Linked DNA regions of Mus musculus: all the other regions are linked to region 6. Evidence: chromatin contacts called from public capture Hi-C, promoter capture Hi-C and targeted proximity ligation data. All regions are on one chromosome and are shown on one strand. The core of a region is the stretch at or near the end of the contact, and the rest is flanking DNA. Distances in the headings are between cores, read along the strand shown. Region 1 holds the start of Pacs1 (phosphofurin acidic cluster sorting protein 1). Region 2 holds the start of Banf1 (BAF nuclear assembly factor 1). Region 3 holds the start of Znhit2 (zinc finger, HIT domain containing 2). Region 4 holds the start of Snx15 (sorting nexin 15). Region 5 holds the start of Cdc42ep2 (CDC42 effector protein (Rho GTPase binding) 2). Region 6 holds the start of Rela (v-rel reticuloendotheliosis viral oncogene homolog A (avian)).

The links. Capture Hi-C pulls out chosen DNA fragments and counts their contacts.
Region 1: a contact with region 6 is called in a targeted proximity ligation map of pancreatic cancer cells. A contact is called at or near these places in 1 of 39 promoter capture datasets (liver), 1 of 484 Hi-C or Micro-C datasets (embryonic stem cells) and 3 of 130 datasets of targeted methods (extraembryonic endoderm stem cells, memory CD8 T cells and pancreatic cancer cells).
Region 2: a targeted proximity ligation map of pancreatic cancer cells shows a contact between it and region 6. A contact is called at or near these places in 1 of 484 Hi-C or Micro-C datasets (CD4 T cells), 4 of 130 datasets of targeted methods (the SCID.adh cell line, effector CD8 T cells, extraembryonic endoderm stem cells and 1 more) and 1 of 9 other capture datasets (adipose tissue).
Region 3: a targeted proximity ligation map of thymic regulatory T cells shows a contact between it and region 6, with 4 times the contacts expected there. A contact is called at or near these places in 5 of 39 promoter capture datasets (the C10 cell line, hippocampal neurons, liver and 1 more), 2 of 484 Hi-C or Micro-C datasets (CD4 T cells and regulatory T cells), 10 of 130 datasets of targeted methods (astrocytes, bone marrow-derived macrophages, effector CD8 T cells and 6 more) and 2 of 9 other capture datasets (adipose tissue and liver).
Region 4: a promoter capture Hi-C map of liver shows a contact between it and region 6, with 2.2 times the contacts expected there. A contact is called at or near these places in 2 of 39 promoter capture datasets (liver and pre-B cells), 1 of 484 Hi-C or Micro-C datasets (muscle stem cells), 8 of 130 datasets of targeted methods (bone marrow-derived macrophages, embryonic stem cells, large pre-B cells and 3 more) and 4 of 9 other capture datasets (adipose tissue, embryonic stem cells, liver and 1 more).
Region 5: a contact with region 6 is called in a capture Hi-C map of embryonic stem cells, with 2.7 times the contacts expected there. A contact is called at or near these places in 1 of 484 Hi-C or Micro-C datasets (embryonic stem cells), 2 of 130 datasets of targeted methods (astrocytes and pancreatic cancer cells) and 3 of 9 other capture datasets (adipose tissue, embryonic stem cells and pancreatic islet).

Annotation. Positions count from the first base shown.
Region 1 is chr19:5,271,000-5,275,076 of GRCm38.p6, forward strand. It overlaps Pacs1 (phosphofurin acidic cluster sorting protein 1), which reads right to left and starts at 2,120. Exons shown (of 24, transcript NM_153129.3): 1 at 1,540-2,120. The coding sequence starts at 1,889. Sf3b2 (splicing factor 3b, subunit 2) reads right to left here. Exons shown (of 21, transcript NM_030109.2): 19 at 4,065-4,077; 20 at 3,793-3,978; 21 at 2,922-3,528. The coding sequence ends at 3,457.
Region 2 is chr19:5,365,332-5,369,680 of GRCm38.p6, forward strand. It overlaps Banf1 (BAF nuclear assembly factor 1), which reads right to left and starts at 1,545. Exons shown (of 3, transcript NM_011793.3): 1 at 1,237-1,545; 2 at 487-625. The coding sequence starts at 609. It overlaps Eif1ad (eukaryotic translation initiation factor 1A domain containing), which reads left to right and starts at 1,482. Exons shown (of 6, transcript NM_027236.2): 1 at 1,482-1,879; 2 at 2,727-2,945; 3 at 3,091-3,199; 4 at 3,286-3,394; 5 at 3,564-3,611. The coding sequence starts at 2,859.
Region 3 is chr19:6,058,801-6,063,016 of GRCm38.p6, forward strand. It overlaps Znhit2 (zinc finger, HIT domain containing 2), which reads left to right and starts at 2,407. Exons shown (of 1, transcript NM_013859.2): 1 at 2,407-3,668. The coding sequence starts at 2,427. The coding sequence ends at 3,626. It overlaps Fau (Finkel-Biskis-Reilly murine sarcoma virus (FBR-MuSV) ubiquitously expressed (fox derived)), which reads left to right. Exons shown (of 5, transcript NM_007990.4): 4 at 344-399; 5 at 549-724. The coding sequence ends at 674. Tm7sf2 (transmembrane 7 superfamily member 2) reads right to left here. Exons shown (of 10, transcript NM_028454.2): 10 at 4,021-4,216. The coding sequence ends at 4,113.
Region 4 is chr19:6,126,173-6,130,393 of GRCm38.p6, forward strand. It overlaps Snx15 (sorting nexin 15), which reads right to left and starts at 2,088. Exons shown (of 8, transcript NM_026912.2): 1 at 1,877-2,088. The coding sequence starts at 1,975.
Region 5 is chr19:5,922,811-5,926,942 of GRCm38.p6, forward strand. It overlaps Cdc42ep2 (CDC42 effector protein (Rho GTPase binding) 2), which reads right to left and starts at 2,006. Exons shown (of 2, transcript NM_026772.2): 1 at 1,954-2,006.
Region 6 is chr19:5,635,737-5,639,723 of GRCm38.p6, forward strand. It overlaps Rela (v-rel reticuloendotheliosis viral oncogene homolog A (avian)), which reads left to right and starts at 1,805. Exons shown (of 11, transcript NM_009045.5): 1 at 1,805-2,105; 2 at 2,696-2,722; 3 at 2,815-2,966; 4 at 3,119-3,267. The coding sequence starts at 2,099.

The DNA of each region.
Region 1 (4,077 bases), core at 870-3,369, 360 kb before region 6:
TATATTAGTTCATATAACCAAATACTATACATTAGAGAAAGTACTAAAAACTAGAGCTACTAGACAACATTGATGATTTGCATAAGCCTGAGTTAAAAGTGACAGGCTACATACAATATAAGAACATTTCTGCAAGCTCCAAAAAAACGTTGAAGCCAAGAGTAGTGGTGCACACCTTTAATACTAGCAACTGGGAAGGCAGGAGGCAGGCAGATCTCTGTGAGTTCCAGGCTAGCCAAGGCAAGTAAGATCCTGTCTCAAAAACAAACAAACAAAAATAAAAAACACACAAAACTAAAAAATATATTTACAGACTTATATGTAGTACACTGTAATGGGGGGGGGGGCATAATTCAGAAGTGTGTAGGGGAAGCCAGAATGTAATTCAGCAAGGAACCTGGAGAGTTTGACAGGTGGGGTAATGTTCTATATTTTTCAATAAATGACATAAGAAAGATGTGCTTGTGTCATCATTTTTCATGCCCTATATATTGGTACAATGTTGTGGTGTGATGTTGTTCAAAATAAAGGGAGAGAAAGAAACACCAGCAGAGTTGAGTTGAGGGTGGAACCCCACAGGGCACCCAATCTCTGGCTTACAGGCACATCCACCTGCTCTGCTGGACTCACAGGGTAAGAAAGAACAGAACCTGAGAATCAACTCGGTTTAGAAGCACAAAATGAACACCTCCAGGCATTTCTTTGTGCTTACTGGGCAAAACCAACCCTGCAGGCTGTCTTAGCATAGGGTCAATCCAACACACTGTCCCCAAAGAAGTATATACAACAACTGCTTTGCCATAGAGAAACAAGCATAATTTTTTGATGCAAGTTTTCAGATAGTTCCAATGGACAGAAAAATGGGTTGAATTTAGGAACAAGGCAGTCATTTTACAGAGCTCATAGGAACCTGGAGACTCTGTGACCAGTATCTAGTGGAGGAGGAAATGAAAACTTGCATTTAAGAACACATTCAACTGATGTCCAAACTAAGAGCACAGAGTACCCAGAGAATGTGTGTAGCATGAAGAACATATGAATGTATGTACTGAACCCCCAAGTGTTAACCAGCTTTACCTGCAACAGGTGACAAATGAATTTGGCACATGCTAAGTACGTTGGGAAAGAACTATATCAAAGCCATCTTTACCACATCTGTGTAACATTAACATATGTACAGCCCACGGGCGCCAGTGAGGCAGGAAGAAGAGTGACTTACTGACCGTAAGGAAGGCCAGATTCGGTCAGACCCAGCCAAGGAAGGCCACTGGGCTGGGTCCCCGAGGCCACCATTGCTCCAGGAGGACAGGAGGGTGGTTCGAGCCAAGGCGGAAGGTGGGACTGCTGGAGAGGGCAGGCCCACACAACAGTCTTGGAAGGCCCAGGAGAAGACAGCCCCCACCCCCCAAAGCCAAGATGAGCTAGGAGTGGAGGACGTACCCTCCACTCGCCCCGGAGAGATGGGGAGGCGGGGCCTGTCACAGAGCCAGCCTGGCGGTCCCCTAGGCCAACACCTTTTCCCAGCCGCCCGTTGCTCACCTGGGCACGCAGCTGGATGAGCTCCGGTCCACCTCCCAGGTAGCATACAAATTCATCTGCACTGGGGCGGGGGTGCGGCCTGGTCCTGGACCGCCCGGAGGCGCAGAGCCCGAGGCCACCGCGACGGCCATGGAGGTGGAGGTGGAGGAGGACGAGGAGGAGGCGGCCGCAGCCGAGGTGGACGAGGAGGACGAGGTGGCCTGGGCCAGCTTGGGGGGCGTCGGCTGTTGAGGCTGCGGCGGCTGCTGCTGCGGCTGCTGCTGCGGGGACTGGGCGACCCCAGAGCCCCGCTGACTGCTGCCGCCCCCGGAGCCTCCGGGACCACCGCCCGCCCCTCCGCGTTCCGCCATGGCCTGGCCAGGGGAGGAAGGGGCGCGGGGCTTACGCAGACTGAGGGCACGCGAGCGACTCTCAGGCTTCCCCCCGCGGCGGCAGCGGCTCAGCGCGTCTCCTCAGAACGCCCGGCGGAGCGCGAGCCACCAGCGAATCTGCACGCACGCGCGGGCTTTCGCTGCGCGCGGTCCTCGCGCTCGCCCGCCGCCGCCTGTTGCGGCCCGCGAGGCCCAGACACTGGGTGGGCGTGTCCGAAAGGGGCGGGGAGCCGCGGCCCCACCCAGACCGGCGCCGAGGGGCGGGGCCAGACTCGCGCTCGGCCCCGCGGCCCCCGGGAAGGGGCTACAGCCCGCGCGCTCTCGCGGCGCGGCCCTGGAGTCCCTAGCAGGCCTCGGCGTGCAGGCTCCGCGCCCCTCCTCCCTCCGCCCTCCTCGGGCGGCTGCTACCCCGCCAGCGGAAACCCGGGTTTTCCGGGGCGCGGTCCCGGACCGGAGAAGACTGTACGAGAGCGCGCTCAGCCCCTGGGATCTGCAGTACACGTAGTTCTGGTCACGCGTTGCATGGAAATCGGATAGCCCGCTGTGGCGACCCCTTCTGTGGTTATTTCGCCCACTTCTGCAAAAGAAGCAGTAGGTAGAGATCCAGGGGCCGGCCACCACCTAAGGAGCTTAAGTTCCAGCTTGACTGTGGGCAGGAGCCAGTTGAGCTAAGGTTGTCTAGGTCCAACAGCCTTTCTTGGTACAGCGCCCCCGACACAGCCTTCTTTACAAAAGTCCCAGAGTGCCTCGGTGCTTTCTCAATTTCTAGAATTCTATTTCTCTCAAGGCCTGATCAGCTGCCATCCCCACACACCCCCACCCTACCTAGAGCTCTTGCACTCTCCTACACCCACACCTTCTCCCCAGTACTTGAGCAAATGTTATGGAATCCTGTGCTCCAACCTAGTCTAGTTTTTCAAAAAACTTCTCAGAACTCAGTGACGAAGACAAAACAAGCCCTTCAAACCCACCCACCCACCAACACACACACACACTAGTAAATCCAAGTAGTTAGCCAGTACTCTGGAACAATTGAGATTTTATTTAGAGACAGATGTTCTCCAATAGGTAAGAAATCGGCCTTTCTGCCACAAGGTCAATGAGGAAGGCCTGACCTGGCCTACTTCCCTAGCCTACAGTTACTTCCCAGCCTAGCCACGGTGCTAAGCTGGCTATTTTTATTCCCCACGGACAAAGCAGTAAGGTCAGACCAGACCCAAAGGTACCTTCAGCAGAGCCTTCACACACAGGAGGGGTAGGGATAGTGAACTACCCACAAGTTCAGTTCAGAACTACAGTCCCATAGTCCTATGGGCCATCTGTGATTACAGGCAAGAAGTAGATGCTTTTGCAGAAGCTAAAAGAGAGAGAGGTTCAAGAGCGCCTGTATTCATCCTTCCTTGGGAAACAGCTTTATTTACAAAACAAGTCTAAAATAAGAACAGGAAGTGACGAGCCTAGGGAGTCCAGATCTAGCTTTAGGGAGCCACAGAGAAAGCCCAGACATACAAAGAGCCTAAAGGCAGGCCAGCTATGCGAGCAGGACCTAAAATTTGAACTCCTTGTATTTCTTGCTGCCCCCACGGCTGTCCTGGGGCTGAGCTTTCCGTTTCTTTTGCTGTAGGAGAGAGAGAGAGAGAAGTTACAATAGGTTAGACAACCCCAGACAGGAGGCAGCCTGACCCAGACATAAAATTAAGGTAAAAAGCACTGAAACCACACTCTCCTCTCCCCCTGAGAGCTAAATGACTTCCTTCCTCTTCCTGAACTTAAGAGACTGCCACCAATGGAGCATCTCGGAGACCTTCAGGCACCGAGTCCACCCGCCTCTCCCTCCACCAGAAAGGACAGCCCTCCTCCTAGGCCCACAGGTTGCTCCCACCTTCTGCTTAGCAGCATGCTCAGCCACCATGTCGCTGAAGTCTTCCTTCTCTACTTGTGCCTGCTGCTCCCGAACGTGCTCCTCGTACTTCTGCGTCATGGCCATGGGGTCCAACTCCAATTCCTCAGGCGCCAGCGCTACTTCCACACCTTGCAATTCAGGGGCTGGGCCCTTCCGGCTCATAACCTGAAAAATTCAGAACCTTATTATCTCCAGACTCTCAGAAACGCGGGCTCCATCTCAGTTACAAAACAATGTTCTCCAATGCTTACCGTGGACATGTCA
Region 2 (4,349 bases), core at 295-2,794, 270 kb before region 6:
GGCAGTGGTGGCGCACGACTTTAATCCCAGCACTTGGGAGGCAGAGACAGGCGGATTTCTGAGTTCGAGGCCAGCCTGGTCTACAGAGTGAGTTCCAGGACAGCCAGGGCTACACAGAGAAACCCTGTCTCGAAAAAAAAAAAAAAAGAAAGACAGGGTTTGTTCCTTTGTTGTCAGGGCTGGCATTAAATCCCACGGGAATCCTCTTAGCTCAACTTCCCAAGTGTTAGGGTCATAAGCACAATCCACTATGCCTAGTTTCATTTTCGTGATATTTAAAACACACAAAAGGGCAGGGGACAGTGAGCCACACCTTTAATCCTAGCACTGAGAAGCCCTGTCTCAACAAAACACAAAAATGAAGGAGGCACCATGCCTCCCCAGGTACCCCCCAAACATGTGTGGGCCTCACTCCCAATCTGCGTGGTACCACCTGTTGCCAACCTTCGCTCCTACCCCTCCCTGGCATTTGCAGCCCCCCCACACCTTGTCAAAGCCCCTTTCCTCCAGCCTCTTGCTCAGGACGTCACCAATCCCGGCCAGGCTCCCCACTGGCTTTTCCCCCATGGGCTCTGCCACGAAGTCTCGGTGCTTTTGGGAGGTTGTCATCGTGATCAGGCTTAACCTGGGAATCCCCCCCGCCAAAAAAAAAAAAAAAAAAAAAAGAAAAGTAGGTTAGGGCTGAAGACCACAAGTCCCAAGGGCAATATCCTACCACAGCTACTGTGGCTGCTCCCTTGAGTCCCCCCAACCCATCCCCGGCTATTCGGAAATTTCCACTTTCCGTGGGTCCTGGTTTTGGGTATATTGGATATATCAGCTTGCACTAGCTGGTGGCGCACCTAAGGCAACAGAGCGACTCCCAGACTCAGTAGTCAAGGTCCGCCCTGAAGCCCTCACAGCCCGCGACCCTGGCTACACAGACACTGACCCCGTTGGGAACTAACACGTGGTAGGAACAGCACGCGGCTCTCGCCAGCCTCGCCGCCCTCACTCGGGCTGCCGGCCTCTTCCACGCCTCTCAGGTCCCGCAGGCCCCGCCCTGAGGCCCCGCCCCGCTCCGAGCGCCCCGCCCCCTCCACGCGCCGCCACCCGGACACACCGCGCATCGCCCCTCCCGCAGACTCGGGCTGCCCCGCTGCAAAGGCGCGCCTCCGCGATGGATTCCCCTCCCTCCCGCCTCTGCGCGCCGCCACCGCACGCCAGCCGGAGCACCACTCCGCTTCTCACGCTCACCGGAGGCTCCGGCTCTGGTAACGGCTCCTCGCGCCACTCGGCCGCTCCCGCCCAGACCTCAAGCTACGAGACGGTTCCTCGACTTCCGCTTCCGGGTCGTTTTATGCGCGACCTTCAAAACTAATCCCCAAACTGGGCAGGTCTAGCTACCCGGAGCCATAGAGTTGACGCGCAATCGCCAGCCGCGGCGCCCACGGGGGTCGCTGTTTTCCGGTTCCTCTCAAGAAGCCATCCGGCTTTCGATGGCTTTTGTTTCTCCAGCGGCCCTTCCGGTCTGTGGGATCGAGACCTCCGAGGAGAATGCGTTTTCCTGCCCCGCACTCGGAACTTAGGCTTGCCTCACTTGATGGAGGGAAGAGTTAAAGGGACGGACGAAGAGGGGGCGGGAAATCCGGAGGACCTCTGAGCGCCCCGGAATCGCAATTCCCGGCGCGGTTTCCTCAGGTCTGTCACCTCAGACCGGCAGACGGGAGGGAGGAACAACGGAGGATTGGGGCCGAGCGTCCAGACCGGCGTTACCGTCGGGGCCACCTGCAGGTCACAGTTGTTTGCTCTTTGGTCCCTCGCTGTCGAGGCGCGTCGTGGACGAGCTACTGTCGCCGTCAACCTGGAAAGCGGAGCGTGCTGGTGTGGCGCCGAGCGGGTGAGTTCCGTGGGCAGCTCTCGTGCTGGGCGCCGCGTCGGTCGCTCCGTGCCTGGGATGTGTCGGGAGGCCGTCGTTGTGTGGCTCTCCTGCCTTGGGTGTTGAAGCCTGTGGCGGAACGCAGCTCACCTTAGATTTCGCTCAGAGAGCTTGGCGGGATGACCGATCGGCCTGGGAGGGGGAGGCGTCGCCGTCCTAACAGGACTGAGACGTAGGACTCAGGGCTTGCCCTGTGCTGGGTAGTTTCCGTGATCTCGCCGATTTACTTAGTTTTTCTTTGTTATTGAGAGGGCCGGCCCCGTGCTCCGTGGGTTGGGATTAGTGTTGAGATCGAAGGCTTGAGCCACCCTGACGTCTCAGCTGACACTATAAAACCTGTGTTTCCTGGTTTGGTTTGTTTTTTTTTTAAAGATGTCCCCCATGGGTGGTGTTGTGAGTGCCCTCGGAAGCCAGAAGAGGGCGGTGGATGCCCTTGAATTGGAGTTAAAGGTGGTTGTGAACCATCTGATGTGGGTGCTGGCTCATAGGACATCTCCCTGGCCCTTGAAGGTCCTGCTTGTTTGTTTTTGGTTTACGGTCTCCCTATGTAGACTAGGTTGGCCCAGGACTCAACAAATTTCTGCCTACCTCTCCCTCCCAAGTGCTAAGAATAAAGATATACACCAGCACCTGGCTAAGTCTGTGATTTGTCTTTCAATGATTTCATTCATGTTTTATGTGTATTAGTGTTTTTACCTGCATGTGTGTCTCAAAAGAGGGCGTTGAATCCCCTGTGGCTGGAAACCATACCTGGTTCTCTGCCAGAGCAGCAAGTCCTGCTGTCCCCTAAAGTGCATGTTTTTAACAGGGCGAGGTGGCACTTTTTCGTATAAGGCTGCTTCTCTTGAAAGCAGTCCTGGCTTCTAAGGCTGGCATCCAAATAATTCTGGAAGAAGAACTGACAGTCTGTGCACCCTAACAACCCTGGACAGAAACCAGCATGTCTCAGGCCAGCAAGAGGAAGCATGTGGTGCAGGAGGTGCTGGGGGAGCACATGGTGCCTTCTGACCACCAGCAAATAGTGAAAGTGAGTGCCGCCTGTCTCGGGCTTCCCGTCCTCCTCCCAATGCTCCCATTGCACCGCTGGGTGTGGAAAGGGAAGGCTCAGTGCAGGTCGGAGCATGCTTGATTTAACTGATGAAGTGGCTAGTTCTCGCTTTTTCCTGGACCAGGTCCTCAGGACTCCTGGGAACAATCTGCATGAGGTGGAAACAGCACAGGGGCAGCGCTTCCTGGTGAGCATGCCCTCCAAATACCGCAAGAACATCTGGATCAAGAGAGGTTAGAAGCATCCCTTCACAGTACGGAACCATGGCCTTGACTTCCTTCTCCATAACAGGAGTGGCTTTATCCTTTATCATCTACAGGGGATTTCCTCATTGTTGACCCTATTGAAGAAGGAGAAAAAGTGAAGGCTGAGATCTCTTTTGTGCTCTGCAAGAACCATGTCCGCTCTCTACAGAAGGAGGGTCACTGGTAGGATGGTCTTCCTCAGCCACCCTCTGGCTTCTGGGGAGAGATTATCCTAGCTAGGGAGGGGGAGGGGAAGGAGAAAGTTACGCCGTCCCAGGAGGAACATTTGGAAACAGCTGTTTCACTGAGAGGGTTCTCTCTGCTCTCTAACCTGGCTCTTCTCTTGTCACAGGCCTGAGGCCTTCTCTGAGGTAGCTGAGAAACAGAACAATATGAACAGGTAAGGAGCAAGCCCCCAGCCCAGGGAAGACAAGAAATGCAAGTTCACACCTTGGTGCCTCAAGGAGAAAAGGGAGCCTGCTTTTCTTGTTTAGAGAACTGCGGCACATATAATAGAATGGGTGGTTATGAGTGTGGCAGGAAGGTCACATGTTAAAATGCTGGCTTGGCTACTTAATAAGCAAGTGACTTTAGATGCATTTTTTAGTATCGTAAGAAGGTTCTTAATTGGATGTGATTGGACATGCCCGCAGTTCTAGATCAGGAGTTTGAGACCAGCATGGTCTACTCATAATAGGTTCAAAGCCAACCTAGGGTACAGGAAACCTTTTCTCAAAAACAAACAAGAGTTCATCTAAGACAGAGTTATACAGAGAGTAAGATTGCTTGGTGCAGCAGTCCTCACCTGTGGGTCGAGACCCCTTTGAAGGTCACGTGTCAGATACTTAAATTATTATTCATAAAAGTAGCAAAATTACAGTTATAAAGGAGCAATGGAATAATTTTATGGTTGGGGTCACCACGTGAAGAGCTGTTAAAGGGTCACAGCATTAGGAAGCTGTCGGTACATCAGCTGTTAGGAAATGTGAGCATGCTAGGTGTCAGTGTGCTAGTAGGGTTGCTTCCTCACTGAACCCGATGAAGGGCTGCCTGGAGGCAATCCTGAGTCTGTTTCTTTGACTGGATTTCCCTATTTGCTGTTTCTCTAGAAAAAGCCTCTCCCAGAATTTTTTTTTTT
Region 3 (4,216 bases), core at 1,157-3,656, 420 kb after region 6:
AAGCAAAAGGAAAGTAATAATAATTAAAGTCTTGTTATTAGGTTCTCAGTGTGCTCCTCCTGTCTTTGCTCTGTGTGTAGAATGTTAGCTAAGAGTATGGATTGGTTTTTAGAGTCCTTGCCTTAGTATCTGTCAGCTCTCAGCACTGCACAAACTGGTTGTGACTTGAAGTGGAAGACAAGACGTGGACAGCTATGTTGTGACCCTGTCTCTAAGCCTGTGCAACTTTCATTCTTTGTTGGGCCCAACTTGTCATTAAAAAGCTCAAGAGTTGAGGGAGGAAGAGTTGCTCTGGGCGTGACCTTGCTACTTAACCTGATCCCTTTCCCCACCCCTAACACAGGTAAAGTTCACGGTTCCCTGGCTCGGGCTGGAAAAGTGAGAGGTCAGACTCCCAAGGTGAGTGATTGGTGTTTGGACTTTGTTTCTTTCTATCACAGCCAAGTGAAGGCCTTTGGATTTCCCGTCTGTGTTCTCTTATGGAGAGAAGCTGGTGGGCAGGCATGGGAGAGGTCACCCAGGGTCTGATCAGTCCTTCCTTTCCTCAGGTGGCCAAACAGGAAAAGAAGAAGAAGAAGACAGGCCGGGCCAAGAGGCGAATGCAGTACAACCGGCGCTTTGTCAATGTTGTGCCCACCTTTGGGAAGAAGAAGGGCCCCAATGCCAATTCCTAAGTCCTATTGCCACCCTGCCATGCTAATAAAGCCACTGTGTCCAGACTTCTTATGTTTTCTTCATTTGTAAGGCTGTGACTAGAGGCTAGCAAAGTGCCTTGGTCTCAAGTAGGAAAAAAAGGGGGGGGGCAGTGGTGGGGCACGCCTTTAATCCCAGCACTTGGGAGGCTGAGGCAGGTGGATTTATGAGTTGGAGGCCAGCCTGGTCTACAAAGTGAGTTCCAGGACAGCCAGGGCTACACAGAGAAGCCCTGTCTTGAAAAACAAAACAAAAAAACAAGGAATCCTTAGAAGATCACAGAGGATGTGTTTACTGAAAGGATAGCTGAGCCGAAATACAGAAATGTGACAAGTGGTATTGGAAAGGTACAGATTCTATGGGCTCTGCCAGACAGCTTTTGGGTTTGTGTTGGTTCACTTTCCATTATGACGGCACTAGTGTTTTTGTTACAGGCATGCCCTATAGATGATCCACTAAGGCAGATCACCCATCTACCCCTCTATAGACCTCATAATGCTTAACAATACAAACTAAATTTCAACACAACTTGAGGGAAAACATTGTTTTTTTTTTTTTGTTTGTTTTTTAAGATTTATTTATTTATTATATGTAAGTACACTGTAGCTGTCCTCAGACACTCCAGAAGGAGTCAGATCTCATTACAGATGGTTGTGAGCCACCATGTGGTTTCTGGGATTTGAACTCGGGACCTTTGGAAGAGCAATCGGGTGCTCTTACCCACTGAGCCATCTCACCAGCCCACATTGTTGGTTTTTAAAAGAGATTTATTTATTATATGTAAGTACACTGTAGCTGACTTCAGACACCTCAGAAGAGGGCATCAGATCTCATTATGGATGGTTGTGAGCCACCATGTGGTTACTGGGATTTGAACTCAGGACCTCTGGAAGTAGTCAGTGCTCTTAACTGCTAAGCCATCTTTCCAGCCCCTCGTTATCGTTTTGTTGTTTTTTGTTTGTTTGTTTGTTTGATTCAGGGTCTCACATAGGCCCAGGCTGGCCTCAATTTGATATGCTTACGTGTTACGTATTTTGAGCTCCAGATTTGTTAAACATGTCGGGTTTATTCATTTATTTTTGTCTGTTATTATTATCAATAATATTTTTTCGAGACAGGGTTTCTCTGTGTAGCCCTGGCTGTCCTGGAACTCACTCTGTAGACCAGGCTGGCCTCGTAACTCAAAAATCCGCCTGCCTCAGCCTCCCAAGTGCTGGGATTAAAGGCGTGCGCCACCACTGTCCGGCCTGTTGTTATTATTTTGTTGGCCTTTTCTTTTTTCAAGATAGAGCATGACTATGTAGCTGTATCCTGGAAAGCACTGACTACAGGAACTCACAGAAATCAGACTACCTTTGCCAACGCTGGGATTAAAAGCGTATGCCACTACGCCCTGCTAAGACCCTGGTGTGTTGTTTGGTGGTGGTGGTGGTTAGTTTTGTTATTTAAAAGGTAGTTTATTTTTGTACAATTTGGTACAACCATAAAGAACAAACTGGGATTAGCGACATGATTTTCCCAAATTCGGCGAGCAAACCTGTTCCTTTGGAAGAGTTTGGACGACTTCTGCGCTTGCTCAAAGAAGTACTGGAGACACGAAAGTTACCGAGAAGTTTCGGAAATGTGCGGAAAGGAGGCCACGCCCGCCAACCACCCCCACACATAAAGGCGGAAATAACCAAAGAAGCGCCGGAAGTGGCGGAGCTGATACGGGACAGGCGGCACCAGTTTCCATGGAGCCCGCTGGGCTCTGCGGCTTCTGCCCGGCCGGGGAAGCGCTGCCTGCGCGCTACACCTGCCCGCGCTGCAATGCTCCCTACTGCTCGCTGCGCTGCTACCGGGCGCACGGCGCCTGCGCCGAAGACTTTTACCGCGACCAAGTGCTGCGAGAGCTCCGTGGCCGAAGCGCTTCGCCCAGCCGTCTGGCGGGCGCGTTACGCCGGCTGCGCGAACAACGCGAGGCCGAGGATGAGCCCGAGGAAGCAGGCCTCGGGCCCGGGGCGCGGCCGGGCGGCCTTTCTGGACTTTGGGAACGTTTAACGCCGGCTGAGAAGGCGGCGTTCGAGCGGCTGCTGAGCCGTGGCGAAGCCGGACGCCTTCTGCCTCCGTGGCGGCCCTGGTGGTGGGGCCGCGGCACCGGCCCACGTTTGCTGGAGGAGCTGGATCATGCCGCGAACAGAGATCTTGCGGAGCCGGAGCCCGCCCCTGCGAGGACCGCGCTGCAATCTGGGGATGATGCCGCTGCCGCAGAGCCATTTGCTGAAGACTCCTGTGCCGCCAGACCGCTAGCATTGCCTGCTCGCATCCCAGCACTGGCCAGTCTGAGCCGCAGCCCGGCATCGCCGCTGGTGCGCTTCCAGCTGCCCAACGTGCTGTTCGCCTACGCTCATACTCTCGCCCTGTATCATGGAGGGGACGACGACGCGCTACTCTCTGACTTCTGTGCCACCCTGCTCGATGTTTCTGGGGCCCTGGGAGCCCAGCAAGTCTTTGGCTCTACAGAGGAAGCCCTGCAGGCCGCAGCCCACGTACTGGAAGCGGGCGAGCACCCACCTGGGCCCCTGGGTACGCGGGGTGCTATGCAAGAAGTTGCCCGAATCCTGCTGGGCGAGGGTCCAGTCAATCAGAAAGGCTACACTCTGACAGCACTGGGGCACCTAGCTCAGACCCTGGGACGAGCCCGGAAGCAGGCTGTGATTGGTGGAGAGCGAGATCGACTTTACCGGGCTCGGAAGAAGTGCCAGTTCCTGCTGGCTTGGACCAACGAAAACGAGGCTGCCCTCACACCCCTGGCGCTAGACTGTGCCAGAGCCCACCGAGCCCATGCTGTGACAGCTGAGGAGATGGCAACGCTTACTGGAGAGTTAGAACGGCTTTGGGGAGGCCCAGTGCCACCCACTCCAAGGACTCTCATTGAGGAACTCCCTGGCTGAACTGGGTATCCATGTCATTAATAAAGATGTGTCTGGTCTGCCCGAATGTCAGCAGTGCCTTTTCCGTAAAGATAGTGCCCTGTCCTAGGCTTCTCTTGAAGTTACTGTGTAGTTGAGGATGACCCTGGAACTTTGATCTGTCACCCACCTGGACAGTGAGAGGTTACAGGGGTTAACCACCTTGCTAATGTACACAGTGCTGAATAGCCGAGGCGTCCTGTGTGCTACACAAGCACTCTATAACTGAACTACATCACATCCCCCAGGCCTGAGGTGCCCAGTTGTCTCTCCTCGTCAGACTTTTGGACCCACAAACCACTTCTAAGCTTTCCTTAGTCAACTAGTCACCCCCAAGCCTCAAGTCACTGGCCCCAGGATAGAAGAAAAACACAGGAAAGGTTGAAAACATTTATTCAACAGGGAAAAATACTTTCCTTCTGGAAGCAGTGGCTTCCTCTTGCTTTCAACCTCTTAGGTGGACCTGCTTCAGTAGACATAGGGTATGATTCGGTAAGGCACACGCTTGCAGTACTCCTGCCAGGCACGGCCATACTTTTGGAGGCACTGCTGCTCATCTCTGGCCTCGCGGT
Region 4 (4,221 bases), core at 838-3,337, 490 kb after region 6:
GTAAAAGCACTCGCTGCTGTAGCCAAGGACCTGGGTTTGGTTCCCAGCACTGAGATGGCAGATAGAAATAATTTCTAAGTCCAATTCCAGGAGATTCAAGACCTCTTTTGACCTTTGATCTCACCAGGCTTGTATTTGGTACATAAACATACATACAGGCAAAATATTCATACATATAAAATTAAATAAATCTGGAGCTGGATCGATGGCTCAGGTTAAGAGCACTGGCTGCTTTCTAGAGGACAGAAGTTCTATTCCCAGCACCAACGTGAGGGCACACAAGCGCTTGTAATTCCAATCAATAGGGATCTACCACCCTCTTCTGGCCTCCTTTGGTATTGCATGGAGAGTGCACAGATGTTTTTGTTTTTTAAAAAAACAACTACGTTTTAAATCTTTAAGTAAATAAGCCAGGAGGGGTAGTACACATTTTTAATCCCTAGGGATGCTGCACTGGGGAGGCAGAGGCAAATGGATCTCTGTTTGAGCCTGGTCTACAACACAAGTCCCAGGACAACCAGGGCTACAGGGAAAAAACATGCCTCGAAATAAATAAAGAAAAAAATTAAGTAAATAAATCTATAAAATAAAAAAAGGATCATCTTGTAGGGTGCTGTGGCAAGAGAGAGACATGGAGAGAGAGAGAGAGAGAATGAGAGAGAGAGAGAATGAGAATGAGAGAGAGAGAGAGAGTTCTCTAAAATGTGGGAGGCCATGAGTTCAACCCTAGCACTGGAAAAAAAAAACAACTCTATGCATGTGTAAGGCATGTGACTAGATCTAAAAGGCTAACAGGAAGACATAAGGGTTCTGAATGCCTTGTCATCCTTTCTACCCTCCGGCATCTTCCTAGAGACAATTATTATATTTGTATTTTTTGGCATGAAAAAGTAAACCCCCGGAACACTCTTGACGTATCTAAGACTCTGACTTAGATTGCTTTGGGAGCGACTTGTATGTGTTTGCTTCCTTTTAACAGTCGACAAGCCACTAATCAAACAGTTGCCAAGTTGAAAAAAATTTAAGTACAAGAAAATATATAGTCAGTCTTTCCGCAGCAACCCGGTTTCTCCCATTGGAGACCTCCATAGTTACCTTGGGTAAAATTCTAAAAGCATTCTTTCATGCTGATGTTTCTACGAGCTCATTCTAAGTTTTATTGTTACAAACACCAATTTCAGCTTATTGACTTCCTTATCTGTTAAGACCAGTCTTTTTTTTTTTTTGCGTGAGTTTTTAAAACCACACAAATTATATATATATAATATATAAATAGTATAATAAAATTATATGTGTATATGTGTATATACACACACACATACATTTAAACTTTTAAAGAGCTTTTTTTATAGTTGGTCCTGGTGGTGCACGCCTTTAATCATAGCACTTGGGAGGCAGATGCAGGAGGGTCTCGGTGACTTCCGGGCCAGTCTAGTTTACATCGTGAGTTCGCAAAAGCCAGGGCTGTCTCAAAAAAAGAAAAGATAGATAAATAAAAAGGTGGTGGTGGGGCTTTTACGGATCAAGCAGGGAAAATTACCAAAAGTTACTCTAAGCGATTAGAGAAGGAATATTTAGGTTAATCCGGAGTTTTCTTGCTTTGAGAAATTCGTAGACCGCATCTAGACATCACCAACAACAGAGAGGGGGTACCGGGCCAAGCGCAGAGCCAAGCTCCACAGACTTTAAAAAATGACCCTTAGCCCCGCCCCAGGAGGTGAGGCGCCTTAAATCTTCTGTCTCAGGCGCCTCTTAAAGGGGAAATCTATTTGTGTAGGCCAAACCGCGACCTCCTTGAAGCTCTTTGCCTTTAAGGTACAGCACGGATCCGGAGCTGCTTAAAAGGGTAATGCTCCCCCGCTGGGTCCCACCTCACCTGAGCGGTTACTTTGTACTCTGTGTAACCCTTGGGGTGGGTCCTAGGGTCCGAGACTGTGTAGTGTCGCAGGAAGTCATCCTTCGCTTGGCGCGACATGACAGCGGAGCCGGTCGCCGGCTCCTCCTCCTGCACGTCGCCCCCGCTCCCCGCGTGTTGAGCCTACTGCCACTGCCAGGATCCGGCCTGCGCCCTTCTTCAGGCCCAGGGACCTAGTCGCAAGTGACACAACCGTTCTTGGCTTGGGGGCGTGGCTAAGGGAGTGTCTGACAAGTTCTAGGTCATTGGTAAAGCGGAGTTCTAGGTAGAGACTAAGGATTGGTTGTTTGGGAGAGGATTTACCAGCTGGCATCCTGGCATGTGATTGAACCCACTTCCCCCTAACGTAAACCCTCCTTACAGACCTCCGAAACGTTTCTTTATTTATCTTCTTTACACTCATCCAGCCTCTTATTTATGAATTATTTTAAGCTAAGATCTCTGCTGTGTTGACCAACTTCTGGGCTTAAAATATTCTCCTACCTAAGCCTCCTGAGTATCTGGAACTTCAGGTGCTTGGCATAGGGTCTAACCCATGCAACTTTTATTGTGTTCAAAATGTGCCTAGCAGAGCCAAGTTCCCTGCCTCCCTGTGCGGATTGGGGGGTGGGGGGAACGACACACACTGACATTTTCTGATGCTGAAAAAACTGGATAGTGACAGAGGCTCTGAAATCACAACACTTACACGTATTTGAATTCCCCTTAACTGCTTCAAATTTGGGGAGGTTGGACGTTGAGATGATCTCATGTAGCCCAGTTTGGCCTCAGACTCTCTATGTAGTTGAGGCTGGCCTTGGATTTCTGACCCTCCAATTTCCATCTCCCAAATGCTGAAATCCTTGGTAAGCATTACATTTCCCTCTTGTAACTGCATGCATCTAGTTTTTCATCTATGGAAAGTGGTACCTGACACAGTATCTTCTGTAACAGATCAGATCAAGAGGCATGCTGGCACAACACAGGGATAGCGAAAACCCAACACCAATTGATCAAGGCCAAATTGGTGTGGAAGATTATCACTAAACATAGATTGCAGCACATCCCACCACTACCAGAAATCCCATCTTCAAATAGGAAAGAGTGGATAAAAGAACCATTAAGGGTTGGAGAGATGGCTCAGCGGTTGTGAGCACTGACTGCTCTTCCAAAGGTTCTGAGTTCAAGTCCCAGCAACCACATGGTGGCTCACAGCCATTCATAATGAGGTATGACGCCCTCTTCTGGGGTGTCTGAAGACAGCTACAGTGTGCTGTAAATATAATACATGTAAATATGTAAATATAATAAATAAATAAATCATTAAAAAAAAGAACCATTAAAAAATCTGAGGTGAGATGGCTCAGCAGTTAAGAGCACTGACTGCTCTTCCAAAGGTCCTGAGTTCAAATCCCAGCACCCACATGGTGGCTCACAACCATCTGTAATGAGATCTGACTCCCTTTTCTGGGGTGTCTGAAGACAGCAACAGTGTACTTACATATAATAAATAAATAGATCTTTTTTTTTTTTTAATCTGAGATGTTGGCTGCGGTGGTACATCACACTTTTAGTCCCAGCACTAAGGAGGCAGAGGCAGGTGAATCTCTGTTTTGAGGGCGAAAACAAACAAACAAACAAACAAGAAAATAAACCATTTGTTATAGTTTGTATATGCTCAGCCCAGGGAGTGGTACTATTGGAAGGTTTGGCCCTGTTGGAGTAGGTGTGTGGGTGTGGGCTTTGAGACTCTCCTCATTCTAGCTGCCTTAGAAGTCAGTCTTCCACCAGCTGCCTTCAGATGAAGATGTAGATCTCTCAGCTTCTCCTGTACCATGTCTGCCTGGATACTGCCATGCTACTTCCTTGATAATACTGGGCTGAACCTCTGAACCTGTAAGCCTGATCAAATTAAATGATGTCCTTTATAAGGGTTGCCTTGGTCATGGTGTCTTCTAGGAAGTGTTTTCTGAGAGCATAAAGAAGCTGGGTTCCAGAGATAGCCAAGGCACTTGGTAATGTATAAGAGTCACCCAGGTGGTACTGATTTTGAAGACATGAAGAGGTCAATGAAGAGCAGCTGAGGCTTGGCACTGTGAGAGGCCATGGAAGGCCATTGGTGAAGGTGCAGCCTCAGTTGTATTTGGTGGCCCAGGACTGAAGGAGTCATGCAAAGGAGTTGAGGCTTGGCACCATGAAGACAGCCTGTGAGGGGCTATTGGTTGAGGCCTGATTGCAGCAGAAGACCCCAGCGTGTTGGAGATGCCAGTTCCATGGGATGATCACCAAGAATGGCAGTGGCAGTGGAGTGGATCAACCTGAGCTTA
Region 5 (4,132 bases), core at 756-3,255, 290 kb after region 6:
AAAGAGCTCTGACTAGGACCAGGCTGCCAGGAGGAGCTTCCTCCGCTAATGGGAGGCACAGATGAAAGCCATCCCAGTTCTATGGCTTGCCCTGGTCAGCAATCTTGGGCCTCCCTCAGAGAAAATGACTTTCTAGAGGCAGATCACCTCTGGTCATGGAGAATAGTTAGCCCCTGTTCACTCTGGATGTTCATGAAAATTCCCCTCCCTACACAGACACTTCAAAATTAATGGACTCCCCGCTGCACACCACTTTTTTTTTAAATACAGGGTCTCACTGTGTAGACCAGGCTGGCCTCAAATTCACAGAGATCTGCCTTCTTCCCCTTCCCAAGTGCTGGGATTAAAAGCGTACGGGCTGGCCAGGCAGGTGATAAGTGCTTTTGGGAGGCAGAGGCAGGCAGATCTCTGGGAGATTGAGTCCATCTTGGTTTGCATAGTGAGTTCAGGACAGTGAGACCCTGTCAAACATTCAAATCTCAACCCCTCCCTCCCCCCCCCCAAAAAAAACAAGAAAGTGTGCCACCAGGCCCAGCTCTAGGTCTGCCCCTTTTCTAAAGGCTCACTGAGAAGGTTTATGGTGGTCCTGGAACTCACTCCGTAGACCAGGCCAACTGAACTTAGAGATCTGTTTACTTCTAAAAACTAAAAAAACAAAAAACAAAAAAACTGCCTCTAAAAATAAAAAAAGAAAAAACTAGAAAGTTTTATTTATTGTTACTGTTGAGTGTATTTTAATGTGAGTGTGTGTGTGTGTGAGTGCGTTCGCGAGTGTGTACGTAGTGTGCGGAATGTGTGTGGAAGTCAGAATACTTTGTGGAGTCCATCTCTGAGTGTTTCGGGAAAGGAGCTCACCTCCAAGCTTGCTCAGCAAAAGACTTCCGCTGAGCCGTCTTGCCAGCAGCCCAAGGGGAAGGGTTTGAAATCTAGTTCCACCTGGGCCTCTGTGACCTTGAGCAATGAACCTTTTCTCTCTGGGACTGAACTCACCTTCCCTGTCTTTAAAATAAGCTGACCCACTGCTATACTTGAAACAAGAGGCCTCTGCACAATAGACGGATCCACAGTAACCGTCAAAGGACATTCAGCACATATCTTCAGGGCTTTTCTCAAGCACTTCGGCTCTTCCAGGTAGAGGTTGCATCAAGAACAAAAACCAAACCCTTCTAGGTCCCCTCCTGCCAGCCCTGGCAGGGCTGGCTCAGAATCTGGTGCTTCTGCAGCGATCTCTCTGTAGTACAATGTCGCTAGGTGGCGCGCGCGTCCCTGCTATAACCCGGGGTTCTAGGGTCCCACCGAGCATACCCGCTCCAGGGAGACGCCCACCGAGGAACTGCGTGCTCCAGTGCCCGAGGTGGATCGCCCATAGGCCCTTTTTCTCTGGGTTGCACAATCGGACCACCGTGAGGGTAGAATTGCAATTATCGGGGACCTTGTCTGGGACTCCGATATCTGGGAGGGGCCTTGCCTTGCCTGAGCTTCTTGGCCTGGGCGAAGTCTCAATGTCTGCTTGGCTCACAGCCAGACTTCGGACGTGCAGGCCCCCGCCCTCCCCGGAGTCCGGCTGCTCAGCCCTGGCTTGTGTTCCTGTGCCGACCCCTCCAGATCCCCAGTCAAGCGCTACCCAGCGCGGCCCAGATCCATTTCAGTAACACTAAAGCTAAAGATAGGAGGACACCTCACCATCCGCTAAAAATACGGCCTCCAGCCCAGGCAGGGACACGGGCCGAAGAGAGGATGTTCCCTAGTCCCAGGTCTCTGGCCAGCATAGAAGTACAACCCGGAGCTGCAAGACTGACAGCACAGCGCCTTGAGCGCTGCGGGAGGTCATGGGTAGGGGGCGGGGATCCAGACCCCAGATAATGGACCTGATCTGAGCCAAAACAGAACACCGCCTGGCTAGCACTCTCCAGGGAGCTGCGGGAGGCCTGTAAAACCCCAGTCCCAACTCACCTTGAGGAGCGCGGGCAAAGCTGCAGAGCTGTGCGGCTAGGATAGAGGACCAGGGAGGGCCTGGGAACTTACAGTGCAGACCTTGGGCCTAAGCCACGCCCCCAGAGCCAGAAGCCAATCCCGGACCGCTCCTCTCGAACCCCCACCCACACATCCCCGCCCACCGCGGCACCGCCCAGGTTCTTCTTTCTGTAAAGGCTAAGAGCTGGATTCCAAGATTCTAGAGGCTTAGCCTCCGGGCGGCTGAGGGCTATCACCGAAGGGTAACAAGGGTGGATACACACGAGGACGCCAGCTGTTCGTGTTGGAATAAAAACTTTAGGCTAGAAGCACTGGGCCAACAAAGGCCGGAAGAAAGAATTCTTGAGAAATCTCTGACCATCCTTGGATGGGTTTCCTTGACGGAAGGACGAGGACCCGGGAGGCGCCCGCACTGACTCTTCAAGAATGAATTGGGCTTTGCAGGCGTTTTACAAACCTAGGGGAGTTTTGAAGAGTTTACCCTAGGCTAGGAGAGTGATGAAGGATGCGAGAAAGATTCAGGGTCGGAAAGCACAGAGAAAAACAGAGACAGACACAGCCTGAACTTGCACGAGTTTGCTGACCTGCTAAGTGGTTTCTGAGGTGGATGGTTTAGAACAGGATCAGAAACAGTTATTGAAGGACAGGTCCTAAAGCTGATGAGACAAACCGAGGGAAACTTCTCATTGCGCCGTTTTGTGAGTAAATTCTCTGAGTGTCTGTTCGTGGTTAGGGAAGCTGAGGAGTCAGGATTCAAGAAATTCGAGGTTCCAGGCACAGGCTGATCCCCTTCCGGGTGGATGAGTGCTAAGAGGAGTGAGGCAAAGAAGAGGACAGTGATAGGAGGAGGAAATCGGGATGCTTGCCTTCCAGATAGCAGATGTGGAAAGCGGTGTGTGGATAGGAGGGAGGGATGCTGGGGCTGGGGAGTATGTCAGGCAAGCCAAAAGGGAGGGGAGAATGGGAAGGACTGGGTCATGCTTCCCTAAAGATGACCATATTCTGGGCCAGGAGGACAGCTCGGAGGAGCTCGGTGAGATTCCCTGTATGTCAGTCCTTCTGTTTAATCCCAAGTCACACACATACACACACTCACACACACATACATACACACACACACACACACACACACACACACATTCACATAATCTTACACTCACACGCATGCACCACTAGATCAAGAGCTCCACGTTTTAACGTCTGGGACCATTTTGTTATGTGGGAAAAGGGAATTACCAGAAATTATAATTGATTGAACTCCTGGGTTCAAGCAGCTCGCCTTCCTTGCCCTCCCAAAGAGCTGGGTCTGTAGATGTGAGCCGCATGCCTGCTCAGCCGACTTTAACAGAGAGATTATCCCAGGTTAGGCATGTACTCTAGTTCGTGGAGCGCTTACAGAGCCCCGAGAAGCCCTGGGCACTGGATTGAACAGCATGTGATGGGGCATCAGCACTCAGAAGGTGGAGGCAGGGGGATCAGGAGCTCAAAATGTTTCTCCTCAGCTGTGTAGCAAATTCAAGCCCTAAAATAAAAGAAGACCGTTATGAGCGAAGACTCTGTGTAAGGGTGCTCGTGACCAAGCCTCAAAACCTCAGTTTGATTTCTAGGGCCTACATGGTGGAAGAAGGGGGAACGAACTTTTAAATGTTCTTTTCTGATCTCCACATGCTCCACCACACACACAACCCCCCCCCCAAAAAAAAAAGAAAGAAAGAAAGAAAGAAAGAAAGAAGGCTAAGAGTCTTTTTTTTGGGGGGGGCAGGTCTCTCTACATAGCCTTGGCTAATCTGGAACTCACTATGTAGCCCTGCCTGGCCTTGAACTCACAGGGATTAATCTGATTCTGTCTTCAGTGTAATTTTTTTTTTTTAAAGAAAGAAAAGGAAGGGCTGGAGAGATAGCTCAGTGGTTAAGAGCACTGCCTGCTCTTCCAGAGGTTCTGAGTTCAAATCCCAGCAACCACATGGTGTCTCACAACCATCTGTAATGAGATCTGACGCCCTCTTCTGGTGTGTCTGAAGACAACTACAGTGTAATTATTTATAATAATAAATTTTTAAAAAAAAGAAAGAAAAGGAAGAAAGATTGTCCTGGCTGGGCAGTGGTGGTGCACGCCTTTAATCCCAGCACTTGGGAGGCAGAGGCAGGCAAATTTCTG
Region 6 (3,987 bases), core at 555-3,054:
TGTGGGGATGAGTGGCGTCAGTGTCCCCTGCATCCCCTTCGTTTTCTTGACCTTTCTTCTGGAGTGCTGGAGATAAATACCAGTCTTCAGTATGCTAGGCAAGTGCTGTAACTCTGATACACTCCTACCCATCTCCCCCTCTGAGACAAAATCACACCGGCTAGCCCCTGCTGGTCCAGAGCTCTCTTTGTAAACAAAGCTCCATTTTTTTCATTTGTGTTGAGAAAGTGTCTATACAGTCCTGGTTGTCTAGCAACTCACTATGTATAGACTGTACTGGCCTCGAACTAGGAGACCTGCTGAGTCTGCCTCCAGAGTGCTGGGGCTAAAGGCCTGCACTACCAAACACAACTCACATTTATCTTTTATTTTATTTTATTATTTTTATTTTTGTATATATGTGCACATGTGAATGCAGTTGCTCTCAAGAGCCCAGAACAGTGTGAGGTCTCCGGAAGCTGCAGTTACAGTTGCTGATAACTGGACTCTGGTCTTCTGCAAGGGCATTATCGACTCTTAACTGATGGGCCATCTCTCCAGCCTGCAACCATCCTTTTTTAAAGAGCATCTTCTGTAGTTCTGGATGGGTTCAAACTATGTAGAGGAGGATGACGTTGAACGTCTGACCCCATGAGCGCTGGGATTACTGGAGCATCCTGGAGTCAGAGATCAAATCCCAGCTTCCTGCAACGTTATGCAAAAACTACTGAGTTCTCATTTCTAGCCTTTACTTTTTAGTAAGGACGCTGGTATTCATATTAACTTAAATTGTAACTATATGTGTTTTTACAAGTGGTTCATGTGAGGACCAATGATGGCTGTGTGCCATTAATTGGAGATTATATTCATTCTGTCGCCTTGACATCCGCCCTCGCAAAATATTAAACTGCTTTTTCTAATCTGCGCCAAGTGAGAAACTGAAATGAGTGGGAGGGGCGTAACTATTTTCACTTTTGTCTTCCTGTTTTTTTCAGAGCCTGGGAAAGCAATTCAGAATTTCCAATCTTTTCCAATTCCCACATGATTTCCTAATTTAGAGAAAATAAGTCTTTCTCTGAGTGCTGAAACCTCCTGTGGCCCGGGAGGCGCCTCCTCCTTCTGGCATAGTGGAGGCAGCCTGATGTGTTGCGTCCTCCGGCCAGAGTCCCCACACTCAATCTGCACACCTGCCCTTGGCTTAGATGGCAATTTTTGCTCCCTACAAACGCTTTCCTCATTGGAGCCTGGACTCCTGGGAGGCCTTGAAGGAGATGTTCACGGTGTGACCCTAGCTGGTTCCGGAGATCCCTAAAGATCTAAACCTTAGCAGACAGCACCTATGTGTGCAGACGAAGCCCTGGGGCTCTTCCAGCACTCATGGCTCTCAGGGACTCTTAGAGGTACAGGTGTCTGCCTAGTCCTCGGTCTGCCCCTCTACCCTAAGGCCTGTCGGATGCAGCACGCTCGCTCCGCGAAGCACTCCTGCGCGCAGCCGGATCTAGGTTGGGGAGCATGTGGCCCGTAGCACGCGGGTCCCCAGAAGGCCCCTGCACGCTTAGGAAAACGTGTGGAATTCAGTCACTGGCCTCCGCGGGAGCAGCAGGCCTGGGCCTCTCCCTGCGCAGGGCGAATGGCCGCAGCCTGCCACCAGCCCTGGCTCGGCTCCAGTCCCGGCCAGGGTGACATCACCAAACTCCTGAGATCAGAGCGGGGCGGGGAACGGGACCCGAAATCCCCTAAAAACAGAGTGAGTAATCGCGGGCCCGCCCTCCAGGCGGGGCCGGGAACGGGACCGGGACCCCGAGCGAGCCGCGCTGCGGAGCTTGTAGTCGGGCCGGCCTCGGGACAAACAGCCTCGGCGTCCTCCCGCCGCGCTGCGGTGTCCCCGCCCGCGCGCCCGCCGCACACCTTCCGCGCCCAGCGTGAGTCGCGCACCTGCTCTCGGCCCCCCACGCGCGGCGGTGGCGGTGGCGGCGGCTCAGCGCGCAGGCGCGGCCGGATTCCGGGCAGTGACGCGACGACGGGCGCGCGCCGCGCATTTCCGCCTCTGGCGAATGGCTTTACTTTAGCGCGCCGTGGGCTCAGCTGCGACCCCGGCCCCGCCCCCGGGACCCTGACCATGGACGGTGAGGCTGCCCTCTGGCTCGGGGGATGGCTGCCCTAGAGCTCCGGGGCCTGCGGCGGAATCTCCCCCCTCCCCGCGCCGTCTTCCGCCCCTTTCTGCGCCGCGGGTTGCTGCGCAGGGAGCGGCAGGCCGGATGGTGGCACGGGGCGGGGCGGGCTGCGAGGGGGTCTGACTCAGTTACCCCTCTCAGTGGAGGGCGCCTTGACTCAGTGTCCCTCCTGGGTGGGGGTACGGGTGAATCTTGACTCCGTTTCCTCCGGCTCCCCCCACCCCCGTGTCGATGCGATTAGTTCTGGCTTCCTTTCCGTGTAAGGAAGAAAGTATCTGACTCAGTTTCCCCAGAAGAGGAGAGGAGGGTATTACCCCCTCCTCAGTGTCACTTATGAACGTAAAACAGGCACTGACTCAGTTTCCCCTGGCAAAGGAATGCCTCTGTGTCCCCTTTCTCTAGTTCCCCGGCCTCTGTCAGGGCAGGTTTCAGGGTCTTGGCTCAGTTTTCTTGGAAGGGAGGGAGCTTGGCTCTGTCAGGCCTTCGCAGGTGAGGGTGGGCACTGGAGTTTATTGACAATGTGCCTTGTCTTTCCCTTTCAGATCTGTTTCCCCTCATCTTTCCCTCAGGTAAGTTGGACCATCCATCCTCAGTAGTCAGGGGCTGTCCTGGAGTCGGGGCCGTGGGGATAGCACCTGATGGCTGACTGTGTCACCCACAGAGCCAGCCCAGGCTTCTGGGCCTTATGTGGAGATCATCGAACAGCCGAAGCAACGGGGCATGCGATTCCGCTATAAATGCGAGGGGCGCTCAGCGGGCAGTATTCCTGGCGAGAGAAGCACAGATACCACCAAGACACACCCCACCATCAAGGTAAGCAAGAGCCCCCAGGGGTGTCGCTGGGACACAGATGTGGTGGAACGCACTGTGCAGCCCCAGCAGACTTGCCTCCTGGTCACCGTGCCCTGTGTCTAAGAGCCAGATTAGGGATTGCTGGCCACTAGAGTACTCTGTACTTTGGACAGATCAATGGCTACACAGGACCAGGAACAGTTCGAATCTCCCTGGTCACCAAGGATCCACCTCACCGGCCTCATCCACATGAACTTGTGGGGAAGGACTGCCGGGATGGCTACTATGAGGCTGACCTCTGCCCAGACCGCAGTATCCATAGGTGAGTTCCCTATGGGCTGGGGGTGGTGTGAGGGCAGGGTAGGAGCAGGCCGGCCAGGCAGCTCTTACAGTGTTGCTCTTTTCTAAACACAGGCAGAATCCAGAGTTCTTAACTCTGTCTCCAGTTTGCAAACAGACCTCCTTTGTCTTGAATTCTCTAACAGTTGGGAACTCCTTATCTTCTTAGAGCCACAAACCCTATGGCTGGACAGGCCAGCCTCTTAGCCTCTTGGATCAGAAAGATATCCAAATGGACCCTCCTAGAGCTTAAATACCAGTTGGTAAAACCAGGCGATAATTGTACAGACAGATAGACGAGATACTGGTAGAGAATTATAACTTCCATGATGGAAAGAAAACACAGTTATAAATTAGGAGGAGGAGTCTGGTCTCAGGAAGCTCAAGCTGGCCTTGAACTCGTTAGGGTTCCCCTGCCTCCTCTTCTCAACTCCAGGGGAATAGGCATGTAGCACCGTGTCCTGCTGCACAGGTCTCACGACTTTGGGTTGGAGGGTTACAGAAGGCCTCTGTGCTAACTCTTAAATGGTGAGAAAAAGCAGACAGACCCAAAAGAACATTCCGTGCACGAGAAAGAAGTACAAAAAAAAGCAAGCAAGCAAGCAAGCAGTACGATGCCCTTGGAAGGGGAGTACGTTCCATTTCGTGTGCTTAGGTCTGGGAAAGGAAGCCCCTGTGGCTGAGGTGGGGCACTGGCTTGGAG